2 separate regions of the Ovis aries genome follow, and region 1 is linked to region 2. The links are chromatin contacts, called in public Hi-C maps. All regions are on one chromosome and are shown on one strand. Each heading gives the region's core, a stretch centred on a gene start, on an enhancer-like site or on the middle of the called end of the contact. The rest is flanking DNA. Distances are from core to core; before and after follow the strand shown.

What was found. Hi-C and Micro-C count contacts between places; a contact is called where the count stands out from the background.
Region 1: a contact with region 2 is called in a Hi-C map of liver, with 5 times the contacts expected there. The contact joins two enhancer-like sites. A contact is called at or near these places in 2 of 16 Hi-C or Micro-C datasets (liver and skin fibroblasts).

The regions. Positions count from the first base shown.
Region 1 is chr1:268,024,294-268,029,340 of ARS-UI_Ramb_v3.0, reverse strand. No RefSeq gene overlaps it. Among named protein-coding and RNA genes, the nearest start is that of RUNX1, 150 kb to the right of the region's middle. Within about 2 kb of position 2,265, at least 7 of the 54 cell types and tissues checked have an H3K27ac peak or open chromatin away from gene starts, as enhancers often do. A contact at or near this core is called in liver, where this site is marked.
Region 2 is chr1:267,703,716-267,709,013 of ARS-UI_Ramb_v3.0, reverse strand. It overlaps RUNX1 (RUNX family transcription factor 1), which reads left to right. Exons shown (of 8, transcript XM_042238225.2): 4 at 5,182-5,298. Among named protein-coding and RNA genes, the nearest start is that of RUNX1, 170 kb to the left of the region's middle. Within about 2 kb of position 3,408, at least 38 of the 54 cell types and tissues checked have an H3K27ac peak or open chromatin away from gene starts, as enhancers often do. A contact at or near this core is called in liver, where this site is marked.

The sequences.
Region 1 (5,047 bases), core at 1,016-3,515, 320 kb before region 2:
ACCACCTGCTAGAGATTTCACATCTTTTTAAACGTATGTGATTCTCATGATGACTCCAAAGGTACCTGTTACTATTGCCATTGTTTTGCAGAGATAAGGAAGATGAGGTTCACGGAGTTGAAACATTTGTCTAAAGGGCATGCAGGCAGGCAGAGGAGCAGCTGGAGGATTCCAAATCCATTGTAATATGTTCATTAAACACCTACATTCCACAAGGTACTGTCTGCAATGTTATTAGTCTATTAGTAGACCCAGACGTCGAGAGATGGAAGCACCCTGTTGATGGTCTCTCCAAAAACAGAGTCAATGTGTCAAACTGTCAAAGAATAAAACTGTAGGCATTTCTGTAAAAGTTGAAAATTTGAAGGGCTCTGGTGTTTAACCATGTTCAGAAGTATCTGAAAGTGTAAGTCCGTAATTCTCTCCATTCTGTGTTGCAGAGTCCAACATTTGCCCATTGCCCATGCATGATTCACGCCTCTAGACCATCTGTGAGATGAATGAAGTGGTTTGAGGACAAAGGAATGGAGTGGATCTGCTAGGTGTAGAGATTGAATCAACCTTTAGCCTCAAAGTGTTGTTTTTTTGTTTTTTGGTTTTTTTTTTTTAGAAATAGCTTCTTCAAAATCATGCATTTCTTGCAATCCTGTGACCCTCAGGTATCTTTCCATGTAAGCTCTTATTCATCCCCCTTTATTTGTTTGTTGCTTGGTCACTGAGTTGTGTCTGACTAGGGACCAGCTTTTCTAACCAGATTTAGTTTGGGAGAATTGGTTTCACTTTGGATAACCTGTGTCTTATCCTATGGGGCATACTTCAATTCTTAAAAGCAATACTTGTATTAAAATATTCTCAACCGTATGAGAAGCCATGGGGTGTTTCTTTTTTTTTTCCCAAGACTTTTTTTCAAGTTATTTTATTTTTTAATGGCGTATAGTTGATTTACAATCTTGTATTGGTTTCAAGTTTATAGCAAAGTGATTCAGATATATACATATCCTAGAGGAGGAATTGTCAACCCATTCCAGCATTCTTGCCTGGGAAATCCCATGGACAGAGGAACCTTGTGGGCAATAATCCATGGGATGGCAGAGTCGGACGTGACTAAAGCGACTGAGCATATGCATATATATACACACATATGTGTATATATACACATATTTTCCCTTACAGAGTATTACCAAATATTGAGGATACATCCCTGTGCTATACAAATTGTTGTTGGTTACCTCGTTTGTATAGAGCAATAACAGAAACTTTAAAATACACAAAAAAATGGAAAGGATTGCACAGAAAATAGCCATACCCACTTTTTAGATGGATGTGATGCATAGGATGCATGTTAAAGCGAATTGCTGGACACTGATATACTTCATCTGTAAATATTTCCTTATGTATATTGTTATCGAGAGCTCAATATTTGCTTATATACATTTATTTAGAAAAGTTCCTACAGTGAAATGCATAAATCTTATGAGTCTCTAAAACTTTTGACAAATGCACACAGATAGGTATGTAACGCAACCCTTATCAAGATAGAGAACAAGACCATCACCCGCTAGGTTCTCTCACACCCTTTCTCAGTCAATCCCCACCCCCTCAGAGGCAACCAGTTATTCTTTTTACTTTTCATTATGTATAAAATGAGCTTCCATGTGGCTTACATGGTAAAGAATCTGCCTGTTATTCAGGAGGCCCAGGTTTGATCCCTGGGTTGGGAAGATTCCCTGGAGAAAGGAAAGGCAACCTCCTCCAGTACTCTTGCCTGAGAAACCCCATGGACACAGGAGTCTGGTGGGCTACAGTGCATGGGGTCGCAAAGAGTCAGACACAGCTAAGCACATGGTACACACCCATGCCAGTATGCTTGCCTGGAGAATTCCTTGGACAGAGAGGCCTGGGGGACCATAGTCCATGGTCGAACACAACTGAGTGACTAACACATGCATGAAATGACATTTTGCAAAAGACACTAATTCAGGATTTATATCCATACCACTGTTGGAATTTGTTAACAAGTCATCTGTGACTACCTAGAGTACAGAATACTCATAAGTAGAAATAACCACACACTTGCTGCTTTTCACAATTATCTCCATTTGCCCTTTCTTTAACCAAGGTTTTTTTTTTTTTTTCCCCTCATCCTTGGCCAAAGGTTCATCCACCTTTCCGTGATTTCCAAACCTGCACAAACAAACTTCAACGAAGTTGAGACTGGCACTCTGTGCTGCCCCAGTTTGGCAGTCACAACTTCCGCTTTGCAATTGAAGTTCCATTGACTTTGGACATGGTCTAGTTATGGGGCGCTGAGTATGTCCTGTGTGCTAGGATCCCTTGTGACACGCTGACACTGGAGATTTTTCTGCGCTTACTCAAGGGGTTTCTTGGCACTATTGGGCATTGCTCATTTGACACGGGGTACTGTAGAGTGATGGGACCATCTGCTCCAGCTGTACAGCACAATGCCCAATTCAGGGCCAGTCGTTAGTCAGATGGCACATGGCTCTGACTAAGCTGATTCTGTGTGTCTCACAGGATGCCATGAAGCGGACTGACCTTTTACAGCATGAGCTGGTACATTCCATTGTTGGATTTTTTTGCGTCAGGCCTCTGCCAAAGTAAAGCTGTAGGAGCAAGAAAGGAAAATCCATAACGGAGTCCTCCCAGCTCAGTGGAAAGGAGAGCTGGCAGAAAAGCCACAAACATGGGGGCAAGTTGTACGTGTGCCATTGAGACGTCCTTGGGCAAAAGCATGAGATAGGAAGAACACTAATACCATCCCTATGATTGGCTTCAAAAGAGGTTGTAAACATTCCTTCAGTGAATAGACAAATCCTTTGAAAACTAAAATGCCTAACAAAACAAGGTGTTCTCAGAATTCTCTGGATCCTCTGGAGCTATGTTTGACACAGAAATGCGGCACAGACTGAAAAGGGTAAAGACGGGCTCAGAGTCTTCACTGCGTCTTCCAGAGCATGGACCAAGGATAACATAATAGAGGTATAAATAACATGATGGAGGTAAAAACGCTCACTAATAGTTCTTGATGCTTACCATTAGACTCCTAGCAGCAAAAAAGATGCCTGCCTGCCTGCTGTGTTGCTTCAGTCATGTCTGACTCTTAGCTACCCTTGGACTATAACCTGCCGGGCTTCTGTGTCCATGGGATTATCCAGGCAAGAATACTGGAGTGTGTTATCATATTCTCCTCCAGGAAATCTTCCCAACCCAAGGATTGAACCCCCATTTCCTGCACTGCAGGCAGCTTCTTTACCGATGAGCCGCCGGGGAAACCCCCAGGAAAAAGATGACCTGCCCTTCAGTTGTGGAAATGGGAGAATTTAATGAAGGTAACTATTTACAGATGTATGAGCTTGGGAAGCTCATAAGGAATAGTGAGGTACCCAGATCCTAGCACCTCTAAGTCAGAGGAAGCAAGGCAAACAGGGGCTGAGACTGGAGCTGCAGAAGAAGGACCATCCCACTGGAGATGTAGCCATACAGCCCAGTCCCCAGAGGAGCTACAGCAAGGTGGGAAGAGGGGGACAAAAAAGCATTTTGCCCTTTCTCTCCCCTCCTCCTTCAGTCTCCTGCCAGAGGGCAAGGCAGCCCAAGGAACATAGTCATGCCCCACAGAGGTCCCTCCCAGGGGCAGGAAGCAGGGCAGAGGATTGGGGAGAATGCCTGGGGCTATAAGGGGAGCATATGGTGAATATCCAGCATCCTTATCAGAGCCTCATCCTATAGGGGTGGGCAGCCATTCTGATATCCTGAGAAAACAGCCTTCTGGGACCATTTCCAAAGTCTAGTTGGACCAATAGGCTCAGCAAGTCAACTACGATCCATATCTCATCAGGGAACCTGATGAGAGTTGCCTAAGATCAATATAAAGATCTCCTTTATGGTTCTGAGTGCTTCGTTCTAGAATGCATGAAGGGGCTTCCCTGGTGGCTCAGTGGTAAAGACTCCAGCTGCAGTGCAGGAGACAGGGCTTTGATCCCTGGGTCAGAAAGATCCCGCAGAGGAGGGCATGGCAATCCACTTCAGTATTCCTTCCTGGAGAATCCCCATGGACAGAGGAGCCTGGAGGGCTACAGTACAGGAGGTGACAAAGAGTCAGACATGACCTAGCAACTAAACAACAGCAATGAATTACATGAAAAATCCAGAAGAAATGTAAATCTGCGGACGCTTCAATTTTAGGTCTGTAAGACTCATTTTTCTGGGAGATAGTGGAGGACAGAGGAGTGTGGTGTGCTGCAGTCCCTGGGGTCACAAAGAGTTGGAGATGACTTAGCGACTGAACAGCAACACCAAGACCCATTTTAAATTCTGGAGCTCCAGAACTGCAAGATGGATTTGTTATTTCAATACTCTGTGATCATTTGTCACAGCAGCAATAGGAAAACAGCACAGCAAGCACTGACGGCCTGTGAACACGGCTGTCCATAGAGGCATTCTTGGCTTAGTTTGATGCCAGGTGGGCTGGTTAGGGAGGCCAGTCAGTGCCAGACCCAGGGCATTGAGTGGCAGACAACAGATGACAGTTACACCATATCAAGGAATGATTTACCCTAAGTGTCCAAATTTAGGAGTATGCTCTGTAGACTTTCACATCTTTGCAGTCACGATGAAAGTGAAAAGTGAAAGTCACTCAGTTGTGTCCAGCTCTTTGCGACCTCATGGGCTCTAGTGCACCAGGTTTCTCTGTCCATGAAGTTCTCCAGGCAAGAATCAGTTCAGTTCAGTTCAGTTCAGTCGCTCAGTCATGTCTGACTCTTTGCGACCCCGTGAATCGCAGCACGCCAGGCCTCCCTGTCCATCACAAACTCCCAGAGTTCACTCAGATTCACGTCCATCGAGTCAGTGATGCCATCCAGCCATCTCATCCTCGGTTGTCCCCTTCTCCTCCTGCCCCCAATCCCTCCCAGCATCAGAGTCTTTTCCAATGAGTCAACTCTTCGCATGAGGTGGCCAAAGTACTGGAGTTTCAGCTTTAGCATCATTCCTTCCAAAGAAATCCCAGGGTTGATCTCCTTCAGAATGG
Region 2 (5,298 bases), core at 2,159-4,658:
TACCAACTAATGTGGTCCACCTCTAGCAAAATACATTCTCTGCTTTTTATTTTCATTAAAATGGTCACTGAAAACAGAAATAATTCTTTTAGAAATGTTGCATTTTTAGGAATGTAATTTTAGAAATATATTACAGAGGGGATTTTAAGAGAATGGTTGAGATTCTTATTTTTGAGAGCGTTTTGAAAGAGTAAAAAATGTGTAATATTTAAATGTTTTCTGAGACCCCCATCATTATATATTTACTTAAAGTTGTAGAAAAAAAATGTCAATAAGCTGTTTTCCAGTGAAATTGTTTTATTTTCCCCTTCCAGCTAAGTAAATACTGATTTTTCAATTCACTGTGAGAACTCACATTTCATTCAATCAACTAGGAGCCTTTTGGAAATTTCCCCCATGCAGCAAATTTGGAAGAAACTGTCACACAGCATCCATCCGCCCAACATATTGCTTCGTTGTAATTTTTGCACTGTGTTTTGACAAAAGCAAATATTAGTATTATTCCAGGGGAACACTACGAGTGTATACAGAAATGTTTCCTTTCCTTTTCTCTTAGAGAAGCAAGGGAAGGGAAATTCTATATAGCCCCTTAAATGAGCGCTCCTGGTGGAAAAAGAGTACATCCAACTCCATACGCTATATGTACAAAGCCCCTTAGATCAAGGGGTTCGCGATACCCTCTTAGTTGAGTCCCAGGCTGCCAGCTTTCCATTCATTTTAGTTCCTCGATAAGGAGGGGCGGTGTGTTTTATTGCTGGGTTTCAAGCGTGCACCCCGTTAGCGCAGTTACAGCCTGCGCAAGGTCCTGAGAACCCCAAATGCCCGGCGGCCCCACTCAAATAAAATCAGCAGCAGCTTTCCCTGCTGCTACTGTCCTTGTTGGAGTTCGAACTCGGGCTTTACTGGTTGAGATTCTGAGCTAAACAGCGTCTGAACCGGGTGCATCTATCGCTAATCCTCTTCTCTTACTAAGGAAACCTGATCCCCACCTGGAAGACCGCGTTGCGTGGGGCGCCCGCGGCCCTTCGCACGGTTGAGGGTTTCAGGCAAACGGTCGCAGCCCCAATGGAGCTTTCTCTGAGCTTTCCGAGCAGGCGGCTTATCCCCCACCCCCCGACCGCTACATCCTCCGAGATAGAGCCCATTTTTGCCTACACCACACTCGAGTCACCCCAGACCCGGTCCTAGGGGGTCTATGGGGATGCACTTGATCGGCTCCTGAGGAAATACACTCGAGCCCAAGCAGAAAGATTTCACTCAGCCCGAACTCGCCTCTAGAGCGGGCAGCGTCGAGCCCGGGCGCAGAAGAGAGACTGTGTGGCCCCGGGGCTCCGGCGCAGACGGGGTGTGTGTGGCGGGGCGGGGGGTTGGGGGTTGTCTGGGGATTGTCTGGGGACTGCTCGCTATTTGGGATCGCTCGGCCCGGGTGGAGAGAAGACTGTTGTGGGGGGGGGGGGGTGTCTTTACACCTGCAATGTTTGAAATGAGGCTTCTTCAAAAATCACTTTTAAAGAAAAATACAAGGGCGTTTTCTGAGACTCCCCTCAACCCTCAGACCCATTAAACAAAATACAGCTGAATACTGGAAGTTCCGGAATGTCCCAGGTTTCTCGGAGCGAGGGGACGGGCGCACCGGGCGAGATGCGGGGCAGGAAGCAGGGGGCCTGCCGCAGGGAGCCCGGGACGCCCCCAGCCCCTACTGCTTGGGACCAGCCGATGGTGGGGACGGCCAAGGGATTTCGGGAAAAAAAGACCCCGATACGCGCGGGTCGGGACAGCCCGGACCCCTGCGCGAAGGTTCCCCTGCTGCCCTCCCGGCCGTTGGGATAGCGGGGCGGGGGGCGGAACGGGGCCGCGCAGGCAGGATCCGGTCGCCGTTTCTCCTTTCGCTTCTTCCCCAGCTGAAGTTCCTACCGGAGACCCAAAGGCCGCCAGAAGGACGGAGCTACAGCCGCGCCGTCGGGGGCGTTCCCCGGCGCGCGGGCCGGCCGCCGGGCGCCTGCTGCCCCCTGGCGCCCGCGCCGAGCCGCCCGGCCTCTCAGGGCCTGGGGCGAGGGAAGCGGCCGCGGCGCCCGGAAAGGCCTCCGAGGCCTGGCCCGCCACGGCCCCCGCCTCTGGCAGGCCCCTTGGCGCTGGAGCCCTGGGGAAGCCGGAGCGGCGGCGCCGGCGGCAGCGGTCCGGCACCCCCAAATCGCGCATCGGCAGGGGGAACCAAGGCGGGGAGTGGGAAGGGAGGGTCCCTCACCCGGGGGCGGGGGCGGGCGAAGTCGACGTGGAGGGCTCCGTGCCAGGCGAGGGGGAGAGTGGATGAGCGCCCTCCCCCCGAGGGAGGGACCCAGTGGACTCCTCGCGGAGTGTAGCTGGGAGAGCCCCGCGGCCGGGCGGTGGCGTGGGGCGGGGGGAACCGGGGCCCCTCTAAGCTCCGCGAAAATGCCCGCGGCGCCGCTGGGACGGGAGCGGGGAGCATGTTCCCGCCCGCGCGCAGAGCCGGGGTGGCTTCAGCTCCCGGGGCGGCTGACGAGCGCGCGCGCGCGGGCGGGGAGTGGACCCAGGGGCCGTTTCCGGGGAGCTGGAGGTGGGTGCGGGGCGCAAACGACCTGGGCCCCGCGGGGGAACCCCGCCCGGAGGCTTTCCAGTTTCTTTCCAGTCGCTTGTTCTTGGGGCGGGGGGGGGGGGGGCGGCTTCTGAACTACGGAACTCCTTCGCTGGCCACTAAGCTCAACTCCACCTGAGCGAGGCGCGCCGCGTCAAGACGCAGCGTAAAACACCAAGAAAACAAACCCAGAAAGAAAACTCAACACAAAAAGCAGGTCGTGGAGACCGACCACCGTCTGGTCTCAGTAAAGGAATCAGCGCCACTTCGCCGCGGCTGCCAACCGGCGCCGAGCGGCTCCCCGGGCTGGGCCCTCGGCCCTTCCCGGCCCCCTCGCGGCGAGTCCCATCCATGCCGGGAAAGTGGAGGCCTTGGGGCCCCCCGGCCCCCAGGTCTCGGGAGCCTAGCGGCGGCCGCTTCATCTATCTCCATGGCTCGCGGATGCTTCTCTCCGACAGACTCTGATCCCGGACCATTTGCGGCTCAGCGCGCGGCCCCAGTCCCTCCAGGCCGACCGGCCTTCTGCTCCACCTCCTGGGTCTCCGAACCACGGCCGCCCCTGGCGCGGCCGCTCACGGCAGCCCCCCGGGGCGGGCGGGCTGACTGACTGCCGGCCGCGCAAGCCCACGAGTGTGCAAAGCCGCCGCCGTCCGCACCGGAATGGCGGTCTCGAGCGAATGTAGGAGCGTGTGGGTGCGGGTATGTGGATGCGGGGAGCGCGGCGTGGCCTCCGCACTGGCTGGCGGTGGACTCTCCACCCTGGCCGCGTACAGTAGCGCGCGGCGGCGGCGGGGGCGCGCGGGCCAATTCCAGGAGCCCGCGGCACCGAGCCGCGCCCTGCCTGATACCGGAAAGGCCTGTGATTGGCCGGCAGCCGCCCCTATGCAAACGAGCTGAGGGAATGGAATTCCTCGGGCCGGGCTTACAGTAAAAGCACGTTCATTTCCAGGCACTCTCATTCATAGAGCCAGCGGGCGCAGGCGGGACGAGCGCCCCGCGGCCGGACCCAGCCAGGGCACCACGCTGCCCGGCCCTGAGCCGGCAGGCATCTCTTGCTGGGGATACTGGGGACGCCAGAAGAAAGTCAGTCTTTGCTGTTTTTCATAGAACCGCGTTGGAACTTCGATTTTGAATTGTGTGTGGGGGAGGATTTTGTTGTTGTTTTTGCCTTTTCCTACTTTTGAATGAACTGGTTTCTTGGCTGGATGGTTCCATTTCTTTCCTGGGTGTGAACTTTTCTCCGGTTGTGTCCTTTGACAACAGCGGGAGAGAGTGCGCCGGGCTTCGTGGCGAGTGGTGAAGTGGCGCGTGTGCGTGGCAGAGTGTGCGTGCTTGTGTAACTCGAGCCGCCCCGTCTGTTGCGATCTGCGCTGCGGAGCCTTTCTCGCCAGGGCCCGCTCCACCTGCTGCGGTTCCGCGGTGTGTGGGTAAATTGGCGCGTCCGGGCAGTTCACCCGGCCGGCGCTGGGGCGACGTTGGAGGAAGCTCGTCTCGCTACTGCCCAAGTCGGGGCTGACTCACCGGAGTCGATGTAGACGGCGGCTGGCTCCCGAAGAGTGCGTGCCTGCGTGCGTCTGACTCCGCTGCAGCTCACCTCCCACCAAACCACAGGATCAGCCACAAACTTAACCAACATCCCCAAACCCGAGTTCTCAAATGTGGAGAGCTGAACCCTGAATATCATCGACTTGGATTTTTTTTTTTTAAGATCAGCTTTTTCTTTGATAAAGCTTGAATTTTCTGAACTGAGCATTTTGCCAGAATTTATTGAAAACATGACAAGTCCTTCTAGCCCAGCCCTTCAACTACTGAAGCTGATTCTCAAGGCTACTTAGAGAAGAAAAAAAAAAAACAAAAACGTGCAGCGAACATTAATGGGTTTCTGTTGTGTTTAATTTCTCTACAGATTGTATTGTAAATATTTTATGAAGTAGAGCATATGTATATGTTTATATATATGTGCACATACATTAGAAGCAGGACCTTTTGGAAGTCTCAGCTCTCGCTTTTGAGGACCGAAGCCAGTTTTGCATGAATAAAAAGTGGCGCCGTATTTGAAGACACTCGTATATTTTCTGTTGTTTGGACTTTAAACAAAACTCACCTGGGGGGAAAAAAAAGAAGAACTGACAGGCAATTAACTACTGGAACGTCCAAATCCTATATTTGCTGGTCCTTCTGCTCTCCGCATAAATAGTTTAGGAAGTGTATGGGAATTTTTGCCTCCGGGTACTTCTGTAACAGCCAAAGACTGAACCTTCAAACTCTCAAAGCAAAACTCAGAAGATAGGGTCCCTTGGCCCTTGACTTTGGATTCTGGTCGCCCACTTTTCAAAGCACTAAGCGGTCGGTGCCCGGGTCTGAGCTGAGGCCGATTGTCAGAACTAGAACTTTTTCAGCCTTCCTGGACTGTTCGTAACTTAGTCTCCCCCTCTCCCCCAGCCACCTTGCAGCAATAAAGGTCCCTGAACTTGTATGTTGGTCTCCCGGGAGCTGCTTGCTGAAGATCCGCGCCCCTGTCGCCGTTTGTTAGGAGCTGTTTGCAGGGTCCTAACTCAATCGGCTTGTTGTGATGCGTATCCCTGTAGATGCCAGCACGAGCCGCCGCTTCACGCCGCCTTCCACCGCGCTGAGCCCGGGCAAGATGAGCGAGGCGCTGCCGCTGGGCGCCCCGGACGCCGGCGCCGCCCTAGCCGGCAAGCTGA